Linked DNA regions of Sorghum bicolor: region 2 is linked to region 1. The links are chromatin contacts, called in public HiCAR-type maps. All regions are on one chromosome and are shown on one strand. The core of a region is the stretch at or near the end of the contact, and the rest is flanking DNA. Distances in the headings are between cores, read along the strand shown.

Region 1 (5,135 bases), core at 216-2,715:
ATTGCACCCAACAAGACATAACAACAAGCATAAGAATGGCCCTGAGAACACTAACTTACCTTCTCTTTGAGCAATGGCACCTGCCGGTAGTGGCACACTTGCCTCTTCCATCCTCCCCTCTACCCGTGCACCGCCGTTTGGGTGCGCGGTGGGCATCAGCTGGGTCGCTCGCCACCGGGGTGCCAACCAAATGGAATGGCCGCTTCCCATCCAAGCTAGCCATGCTCCCATCCATGCTCAAGGACGACATGAATGATCTCGCAGACGACATCGTGCCAGCAGCGCCGCCACTGGGGCTGGGGCTCTCGAACTTGAGGCTGATCCCACTGTTGCTCCTCTTGAACATCTCGGCCTGCAGCTTCTGCCGCGACGGGGGCTGCTGGTGGAACGGGTACCTATGCGCAACATTCCCAATCTGGAACTGCACAGAAAGCGGCTGGACCAGCTTGGGGGCTCCGAACGGATGAGGGCCGCCACTCTTGCTGCTGGAGCAGGCCAAATCCAGCCCTCGTGAGTCTGGCACACCGTTAAGCCGAGCTCGCATTTGTGCGTAGCTAGTCGATGGAGACGGAGCCGCCACCGCAGCAGCAGCAGCAGCGGTGCTGGGCATCATCTCCAGCGGGCTGCCGCCGCCACCACTGCCGCTCCCCAAGGGACTCTTCTGGTTCACGAGACCCATAGGCCGGACTCGTCTGGAGAACCTGCCTCTAGCATGGCCGCAGCCGCCGCCACCGCCACTGCCACTGCCGAGGAGGGCGGCTACTTTCCTGAACTTGGCGCAGGCTTCGGCCGTCTCTGAAGCTATGCTCTTGAGCAGGGCCGGGTCCTGCTGCTGCGAGAGCAAGGCCAGCACCCGGTGGCAGCTCTCCACCGCGGCCCTGTTGGCCACCTCCACCTCCTCCATGGCTGGCTGGACTGGAAGCCGACCGACCTGGAATGGAGAAGCTAGCAGCGGCGGCCGCCGAGTGGACAAAGAAAGGATTGTTCTTTCGTCCAGCCACGAACTCCTCTTCTTCCACCTCGGACGTACCTCAGGCTCCTGCCAGCGCTCACGGGCAGCAGCGTCTGCACATCGGAACCAGAGAGCCCGCACGGATTAAGCAGATCTCCGGGGAATCTCAAAAGGGCTCGGAAGCAAACTGCACAGGAACGAAAGAAACGGCCCATCAGGATTCAGGAAGGGTGGATTATTCCAATCCTCGGCTCATGGAAAGAGCACGGTACCGGATTGCGCACCTGGACTGGAGGAGGAGGAGGAGGCAACACGCCGCGCGCAGCACGAGGCTCCGGCACACGGACAGGCGGCGGCGGGCCAAGAACGCACCGAACGAATCCGCCCGCTCCAGAACCACAGGCACGGCGCGGGGGAGAACGGCCGGCGGCGGCGGCGCGGTCCGGCAGGGCCGGCGTGGAGGGGATCGAGGAGGGAGGATGGATGAGAGCAGGAGCAGGAGCAGGAGCAGGAAGAGAGAGGAATGGGGGGAAGCGCGCGGCGGAGGTATATGAGGGGCTAATTTGCCGGATCCGGAGGGGTGTTTTCGGGAAAGCGTCGCTTTCGGTTGGGACTCGGAGTCAACAATGTCAAAGACAGCGGTCAGTGGGGACATGGTCATGCATGGGTAGTACAAAGCTTGAAAAAGAATACTACTAAAGAAAAATCATGCCTACGGTCTCGTATGCATTAATTAATTATTAATACATGTGACTTTTATTTTAATTATGGAGTAATAATATATTTGTATTTTCAGATCAGATTAGAAAAAGAGAGAGGTAGCAAGAGGAACACCGCTGCGACCTTGAGAGGCACGGAACTGAAATTGTTCGTCCTTGGAATTACAGGGTGTTTTTTTTTTTTTTTGGTTGCCAGCTGAGGAGTCTACAGTCTAGTCAAGCCGGAGGCGCAGGTAGCCCACACAGGCTTGAATTTAAAACGAGGCCGGCCCCGTCCGGCCCAGTAGTCCTCCACGGCGGCCAGTGGGACCGCTCTTCGCGGGGTCAGTGAAGGGCCCACCACCCCTGCGAGGAAAAGCTAAAAAATATAACCTCTCTTTGGGCTCGGCTTTTCAAAAAAAATTTACAAAATTTTTCAGATTCCATGTCATATCGAATCTTGCGGAACATGCACAGAACTTAAATATAGATAAAAGAAATAACTAATTACACAATTTACCTGTAATTTGCGAGACGAATCTTTTGAGGCTACTTAGTTCATGATTGGATAATATTTGTCAAATACAAACGAAAATACTACCGTGTCCATTTTACAAAATTTTTACAACTAAACAAGGCTAATTTTAAAAAGTGTTTGAATTCTTCTTTGAGCGGCTTTGGCTGATGTAGTGTCATATCAGCCGTACTATAAGGTACTACGTTAACCACGAAGGAGGTAGATTGAACTTCATCAGTGGACTTTATAAAAAAAATAGATATAGAACAAGTTTTTTATGAGGCATCCAAAAAATTTTCTAATAGTTCTGAAATTAGAAGTCCTAAATTCTTAGAAATGTCATTGAAAAAGTGTTTTCCTAAAGAAATGATAATTTTATTTATTTATTTCTAAGATCATGCTTTTATATTGTAGTGCCTTGATGAGATTTTTTTGAATGTTATACGGTCCTCTTTAGATGTTTATTTGTTAATATATACTTGTATTTATCTATTACGGCTTAGACCACGTAGAAGTTCAACAGATTTCTATTGACAATATATGTATGCATAACCACTTCATACACAATCCTATTTATTACTCACTTCGCCCTGAAGTATCGAAAATATGAATAGATGTGTTAGTTTTTTTTAAGGCAATACATGTGTTAGTTATACACACATAAGCCTAGACAGAAAACTTGAAGCTCGTTACCACGTTCAGCTTGTAGCTGGTTTGGCTCAGCTATACTCGTTATCATAATGAGCTGATTTTAGCTTATTAGCTATAACGAGCCAACTCGAGCCAGCTCACGAGCCAAACGAGCTACAATTTTAGAGAAAAAGTCATCATAACTTATATTAGTTTTGTATTATTTCATGTCTTACACCTTACAAATAATTGAAATGTTAGAGCATCTCCAACCATTATGCATTTGAAGTTATGTATTTTAGGCAAATTGCAAACCCCCAAATGAAAATGGCAAGGCTAAAATCGGGTGATCTCCAACCGTTATGCAAAATGCTAAGTCCATCATCTTTTTTTTCTCGGAAATTTTGTTTCGCGGCACTCCTTCCCGCGCGGCCAATCGATCCCGCGCCGAACAGCCCGCCGTCGTCTCCCGTTCACCATTGATGAAGAAGGCGTACCTAGCCGGCGTTGATGAGGAAGGCGTCGTAGATTCGTCCTATCGCGCGCTGCGTCGTCCTATTGTGCGCTGCTTCGTCCAAACGCGCGCGCGAAGCTGGCGAAGGAGGATGCGCGATGCTTCTCTTATCGCGCGAAGTGGTGGCGGCGCGAAGGGAAACCGCGCGAAGGGAAGAAAAAAGCCTGCGAGGTGGAACCGAGAATCCCGTGATCTCTATTTGCATAGCCGGACTCCTTTGGCATATATGCCAAGTTTCTCTCTCCAAATGCATAGCTATGTAAAATGCAAAGTCCAAATGCATAATGATTGGAGCGGTTTTTTTTGGAGTTGTATGCATTTTGGTAAATGCCAAGTCCATTTGCATAATGGTTGGAGTTGCTCTTAGCTCGTATGAATATTTGCTCGACTTAAGACTATTGGATATATCATTCTTGTATTATTACTATTTTTAAGCTTTAGATAAATGCAAATATTATATTTTGTGTATTTTTTATACTTGGCTCGAGTTTAACGAGCCAACTCAAGTTCATAATGACCCGAGTCAGGCTCGTTATCTAGCCTTATACACACATGAACAGACATTCATTGTTGGAGGGGCGGAGCCAAGATTTCGACATAGAGCACATTTAGACCTAAACAATCATGTATAACGAGATGCATACTCCGTCCGTCAAACATAAAAATATAAATTATCAATAACTTTTAAATTGTTAAGTTTATAAATGTAAAAACTATCTAAATAGATTTATCTTGAAAAATATTTTTATAAAAATATACATATAATTAATTCTAAAATAATGTAGATGACATTAGAGACCATTTCGCATGGTCTCTCGCGGACCTCAGGTCCTAAACAGTATAGATGACTGTCGTGATCGTTTGTAAGCTTATAGAGCAAAATCAGACGGTTTTAAAACGTTAGAGAAGTTAAAAGAACCCGTTTTTATTTGTTTTCTGAATTGGGGAAGTAAATCGGACTTGGTGAAAAGCCATGGCCAAATAAAGTTTGGTCTTGTTTAGTTCCGAAAAGATTTTGGATTTTGGTATTGTAGTATTTTCGTTTTTATTTGACAAATATTATTTAATCATGGACTAACTAGGCTTCAAAGATTCATTTCGTGATTTACAGTCAAACTGTGTGATTAGTTTTTGTTTTCATTTATATTTAGTGGTTTATACATATACCGTAAGATTCGACGTAACAGAAAATCTTGAAAAAGTGAGGCTTTTCTTGGCTTTGACGGCGGGCGACGGTCGCAAAACACCGGCCGGTGGGTCCCTGTGCCTCGGCCTCCTCCTCCCTCGTGCAGAGCGCGTGCTCTCCCACCCGTCGTGCTGTCCTTAACAGTTTAACCTTTTTTTAAAACGAGTCAATCTTTTTGTTTGGTCGGATCGCAATTCCTTTCAAGTTTCAATAGATTTTTGTTTTTTTGAGCAAGCTCAAGTTTCAATAGATATACGTACACCCGTTCACAAACCCACACACACACACAAAAAAAAAACAGAAAAAGAAAGATACGTACACAAATGAGTTTGGGCTGTCCCTATAAAAAAGAGTTTGGGGCTTTGGGCATGCCAGCGAGCAAACAACACGAGTGGGACGGGTAGAAATGGATACCACCGTGGTGTGTATCGCTATTGGGCTGGCAAGGTTCGAGGCCCAATAATGGCCTATTATTTTGGGTCCATTCTCTTCTCCACACAAGCTTACTGTGCCTTTTTCTTATATGAAAAAAGTCCACATTAGCTCCTCAACTTTTATAAAAGTCCGTTTTTCTTCCTAAACTCTAAAACTAGATCAAAACACTTGCCGCAATTTTTAAAACCATTCATCTTACCTCT
Region 2 (4,724 bases), core at 1,831-4,330, 290 kb after region 1:
GTTAGTCCATGATTAGATAATATTTATCACAAACAAACGAAAGTGCTATAGTACCGAAAACTTTTACATTTTCGAAACTAAACAAGGCCCTTGACGACCTCTTTTTCAGGCATGGCAATGGCATGGCCTGACCGCAAGAGACAGCAACACCACGCTGCCGCAACACGCCACACGCACACACAGACATGTCCTCACCCGTCGTCCTTTTTCCTCCTCTTCCTCCCTCCCCTTGTTGCCATTTCAACACTGCTGAATTTCTGCGAGCAAAGCAAGCAGCCATCCCTCTCATCACCACACTGATTGACTGACTAACCATAGAAAACTACTGAGACTACTGAGAGAGAAATTTCAGCTTACATCAGCTCTCAATCCTCTCATCCAGGCCAGGACCAAATCAGTGAGCCCCAACCAAAATCTCACTGGACAGCGACATCAGGGGCGAGAGATTTAATTTATGAGAGGCTGACAATGACATCCATCCAGCGAGAGTGTTTTTTGTTTGTCATGCTAATCCCCTCGTCTGCTCCTTTAAACGTGTGTCTGGGACCTGAATTTCCCTATCTCCATGAGTCAGCTCAGCTGGGGACCTGACTCACGAAAGCAAAGCCAACAAGCGGCAGAGTACAATACTGATTAATTGTGTTTGTTAGCAGGAGCCACTGACACGTCACCGTCATTATCGCCTCAGTCCGTGTTGCTTCGGCACATGGAAACCATGTGGTGGACTGACTGACATGGGACCATTCAACCACCATTTAGAGAAATCACATCAGCAACACACAAGAAAAGTCTGAATTCCAGGGTGGTGCTTGTGCTGGTGCTGGTGGTGAAGATAATCATTCATTCACTCATTCATGTAGCATGATTCATAATTAATACTGGTATTATACAGGTTGATTCATTGGAAATCCAGCTGGATATTACAATATACAAAATCAGGAAAAAAAAAAGAAGAGAAAAATATCACAAATAATAACCCTCTCAGTCTCAGCATGTGAATGAATGTCTCTCTCAGCTCATCCACTGACTGGCTGACCGACTGACTTAAACCTAGCTTCTGCTTCTGCTCTCAGACAAACTCAACTCTCTCCTCTTGTAGGTAGCCACTCTTTTGTACAGATTCTCCATGGCCTTGGGACAAAGAAATTTCTTGGTTGCATGGACGGACGGACGGACAAAAAACAATTTCCATCATCATCAAAAACCAAAAAGAAAAAGCATCATTGATTGATGAAACTACGACAGATTACCTAACTAATCCCAACCTCCCTCCCACCTAATCCAATCACTAAACCAATCCTCCTCCCAGAGACAAGAGGCAGGGACAGATGAGGAAATCTTGATTGATCCAAGAGGGGCATTCTTCTTCTTTGTTGTCCCTGCTCCTCCCTCTAATTTCTACCCAATTTCATTCCCTTCCCCAGCTAGTAGTAGTGCTCCCGAATTTACATGATGACGAGCCTGAACCTGAAACTTTATTTACATACAAAAAAGATCTGTGGTAAAATTACCTAAACTCATTATGATTGTGGGATGGATTGGTTGGTTTGGTGGAAGATGGATGGATGGGACGGATTTATATAAAGTAGTAGTTTTTAGGGGGGGGTTAAAATTTAGGACGAATTGATCCTCTCAATTTTCCCCTTCCCCTCTCCTCCAACCAAGCCAAGGATGGCTTTTTTTTTTGCGCCATGGATAGAGGGGGGAAGGAGGGGTCTCAGGGTTACTTGGGGTGTTGTATGTGCATCTAGGCCATGGCGGTGATGCCATGGCCGCGGCCACCGCGACTGCGGTCGAGGCAGTCAAAACCCTCGACGCGGACCGCGGCGGGCTGGAACGCGAACCGGGCGCGGGCGCACCCGCCGGCCCCGCCGCGCGGCGACATGGACGGCGCCGCCGCCACTGACGGGCGCGGGGTCGGCCGCTGGACGGCCACTGGGGCGGCGGCGGCCACCACCGGCAGTCCCGGCATGGGCATGGGCATGGGCATGGCCGGGCAGTCCATGCCGAACCGGCTGTCGTGGACCACCGGATTCGACGCTCGCCGCGGTGGCGAGCCGCAGAACAGCGGCGGCTGCGGGGACGCCGCCGACAGACCGCTCTCCTCTCCCTGCCAAGAACACGTTCCGACAGGAAAACGTCAGCGCCATGTCGAGGGAAGCAGTGCAAAAAAACACCTTTGAGGAGGAAATCCGTGGACGAGGAGGCGAAAGATCCCACCTTTGAGAGGAGGAGGTCGAGCAGATCCATGCCGGCGTCGGAGAACCCGCCGCTCTGGTGGCACCGGAGAGGCGCCACGGGGCGCCGCGGCTTGGGGCAGAAGAGAGGGCTCTTGGCGTCGCCGGCAGCGGCGGCGACCGGCGCCGCGACGGCTACGGGGCTCTTCATGGTGGCGGCGAAGTGACTCATGCTTTCTCGCTTTCTTTTTGTTTTTTTTCTGGTTAGTCGATTAGATCTAGAATTTATACAAACCCTGCAAGAACAAACACATCGCAAGAAATGGTTAGCTACGGTAGTTGAGTTGTCCACGAAGAAAAAAGATGAAATATTTCATAACAGGTGTGCAGATCTGAGGAGAAAACAGGACAGGGACAAGATTTTATGAGACCTATATGGTGAGGTAAAGCTTGGTGAAGGATTAGTGACAGTTTTCCTCGTAAAAATGAATCTTCAAACATATGGGTGCAAGAAAGCATGTTATTTTGACATGACACCAGTATAGAGAATGACCACTGGCCTTACCCAAAATAATAAACCACAAATCCTTCAGAGAGAAATTTGCAGCAAGGAACAGGCATGTTGCTAGCTAAGATGAACTGGTGCAGGAACAAATAAGAACAGATCTGAGCTATTCAGAAGGGATGGAAGACAGGAGGAGGGAGAGGGTGCCATGTTTGTTTACCTGAAGCTTTTGCCTCTGGATTTCTCTCCTCCTGCTCCTAGGATAGGGAGGAAGGCAGGCAGCCAGGAACTATTGTTACTCCTACCAAGAAAATAAAACAAAACAAGAAAAAATAAAGCTCAAGCTTTGAGTGGAGCTCCCTGTGCTGGATGAGGAGGAAGGAAGGGAATGGAGGGGAATGGGTGCCTTAAATAGCCCGAAAATGATGGGGCACCACAAACCCACACCAGAGGGAGGGAAGACAGCTTACCCGCAAGGGGACATTTTTTTATTGGTTTTTTTCTTTTTTATATATCATCACAACTGAAAAGGATGCTATTGGTATATCAGTATATGTAGTACAGAGAAGGGGTGGAATATGTATTTGAATTTTTTTTAATAATGTTGCATGTGGGAAACAGTTTGAGCAAAAGCAGGTGGGAGACAGGACAGGATGAAATAATTGATTTATTTTTTTCGGCCTGCACGGCAAAACATAGTGGCCATGATTGCTGAGCTTAGCGCCTGTTTAGATAACTTCAAATTCCAAAAAAGTTTATAAGATTTCTCGTCACATCAAATTTTTGAATATATATTTAAAATATTAAATATAGACAAAATAAATAATTATATAATTTATCTGTAAATCGTGAGACGATTCTTTTTAGTTTAGTTAGTCTATAATTAAACATTAATTACCAAATACAAATGATATCAAATATAAATAAAAATATTACAGTATATAAATTTAAAAAGTTTCTAGACCTAAATACATCCTTAACAAATTGGGTCCTTTTCATCTTGTGCCTGGTCATAGAGCCTTTTTGGTTTTTTTTTCAAACTTCTTTTTTTGTCTCACGATGGTATTTTGGAAGAATTTGGACCTTGTTTATTTCCACCCTAAAATTTAAAATTTTTCAAGATTCTGCGTTGCATCGAGTCTTTAGGCGCATGCATAAAGTATTAAATATAGACGAAAATAAAAATTAATTGCACAGTTTGGTCGAAATTTACAAGACGGATCTTTTGAGCCTAGTTAGTCTATTGTTAGACAATAATTATTATAAACAAACGAAAGTGCTACGGTGTCGCGAAATTTTTCAATTTAGAAACTAAACATGGCCTTGATGTACTCCAGCTCCACCTCTCTTTGAATTTTGGAAGAATTTGGTGTACTCCAGCCCCACCTCTCTTTGTTTCTTACGGCCTTGCTTAGTTTATCTTAAAATTTAAAAGCTTTTCAAGATTCGTAGTCACATTAAATCTTACCGGGGCACATGTATAGAATATTTACTATAATAACTAATTACATAATTTATCTGTAATTTGCGAGACGGATCTTCTGAATCTAGTTAGTCCATAATTGAATAATAATTACCAAATAAAAACGAAAGTGTACCCAAAAACTTTTATCTTCTCAGCTAAACAAGGCCGTGCAGTCTTCTGGAATTCAGGCTGGTGACCTGGTGCCAATGACGTTGATATTAGTCCATGTAAAGTAATTGTATCCTTATGTATTTGTAATGCATTTAAATTATTATTTTTTTGCTCTACTGTTCATTGTATTTTTCTTGATATAAATTGTATGTAGAAACCAGCTTATTGTTCCACGAACTAGTACAGGGAAATTACTTGCATGTATGTTATTGCAAAAAATTAGTATGGATGTAGTAGCAGACATAAGAGAGTTTGCCTACCAAAAACAAGCAGCTCATCGATCTGGTCCTACATTTCTTCAATTTTAGAAATGTCAAAATGCTACACACAAGATTAAACATGTTAAAAGAAGTGTTGCTTTATAACATGCTAAAAAGAAATGTTGTGGTTGGAGGAAAATATCTGT

Evidence for each region. HiCAR-type assays count read pairs that join an accessible place to other places.
Region 2: a contact with region 1 is called in a HiCAR-type map of leaf, with 3 times the contacts expected there. The contact joins the promoter of LOC8076644 here to the promoter of LOC8069747 in region 1. A contact is called at or near these places in 1 of 4 Hi-C or Micro-C datasets (leaf mesophyll) and 1 of 1 datasets of contacts at active chromatin or transcription factors (leaf).

The regions. Positions count from the first base shown.
Region 1 is chr8:58,585,820-58,590,954 of Sorghum_bicolor_NCBIv3, forward strand. LOC8069747 (probable WRKY transcription factor 74) reads right to left here and starts at 1,466. Exons shown (of 4, transcript XM_002443438.2): 1 at 1,237-1,466; 2 at 60-1,139. The coding sequence starts at 904.
Region 2 is chr8:58,874,659-58,879,382 of Sorghum_bicolor_NCBIv3, forward strand. LOC8076644 reads right to left here and starts at 3,081. Exons shown (of 3, transcript XM_002443448.2): 1 at 2,903-3,081; 2 at 2,221-2,473; 3 at 828-2,110. The coding sequence starts at 2,409. The coding sequence ends at 1,748.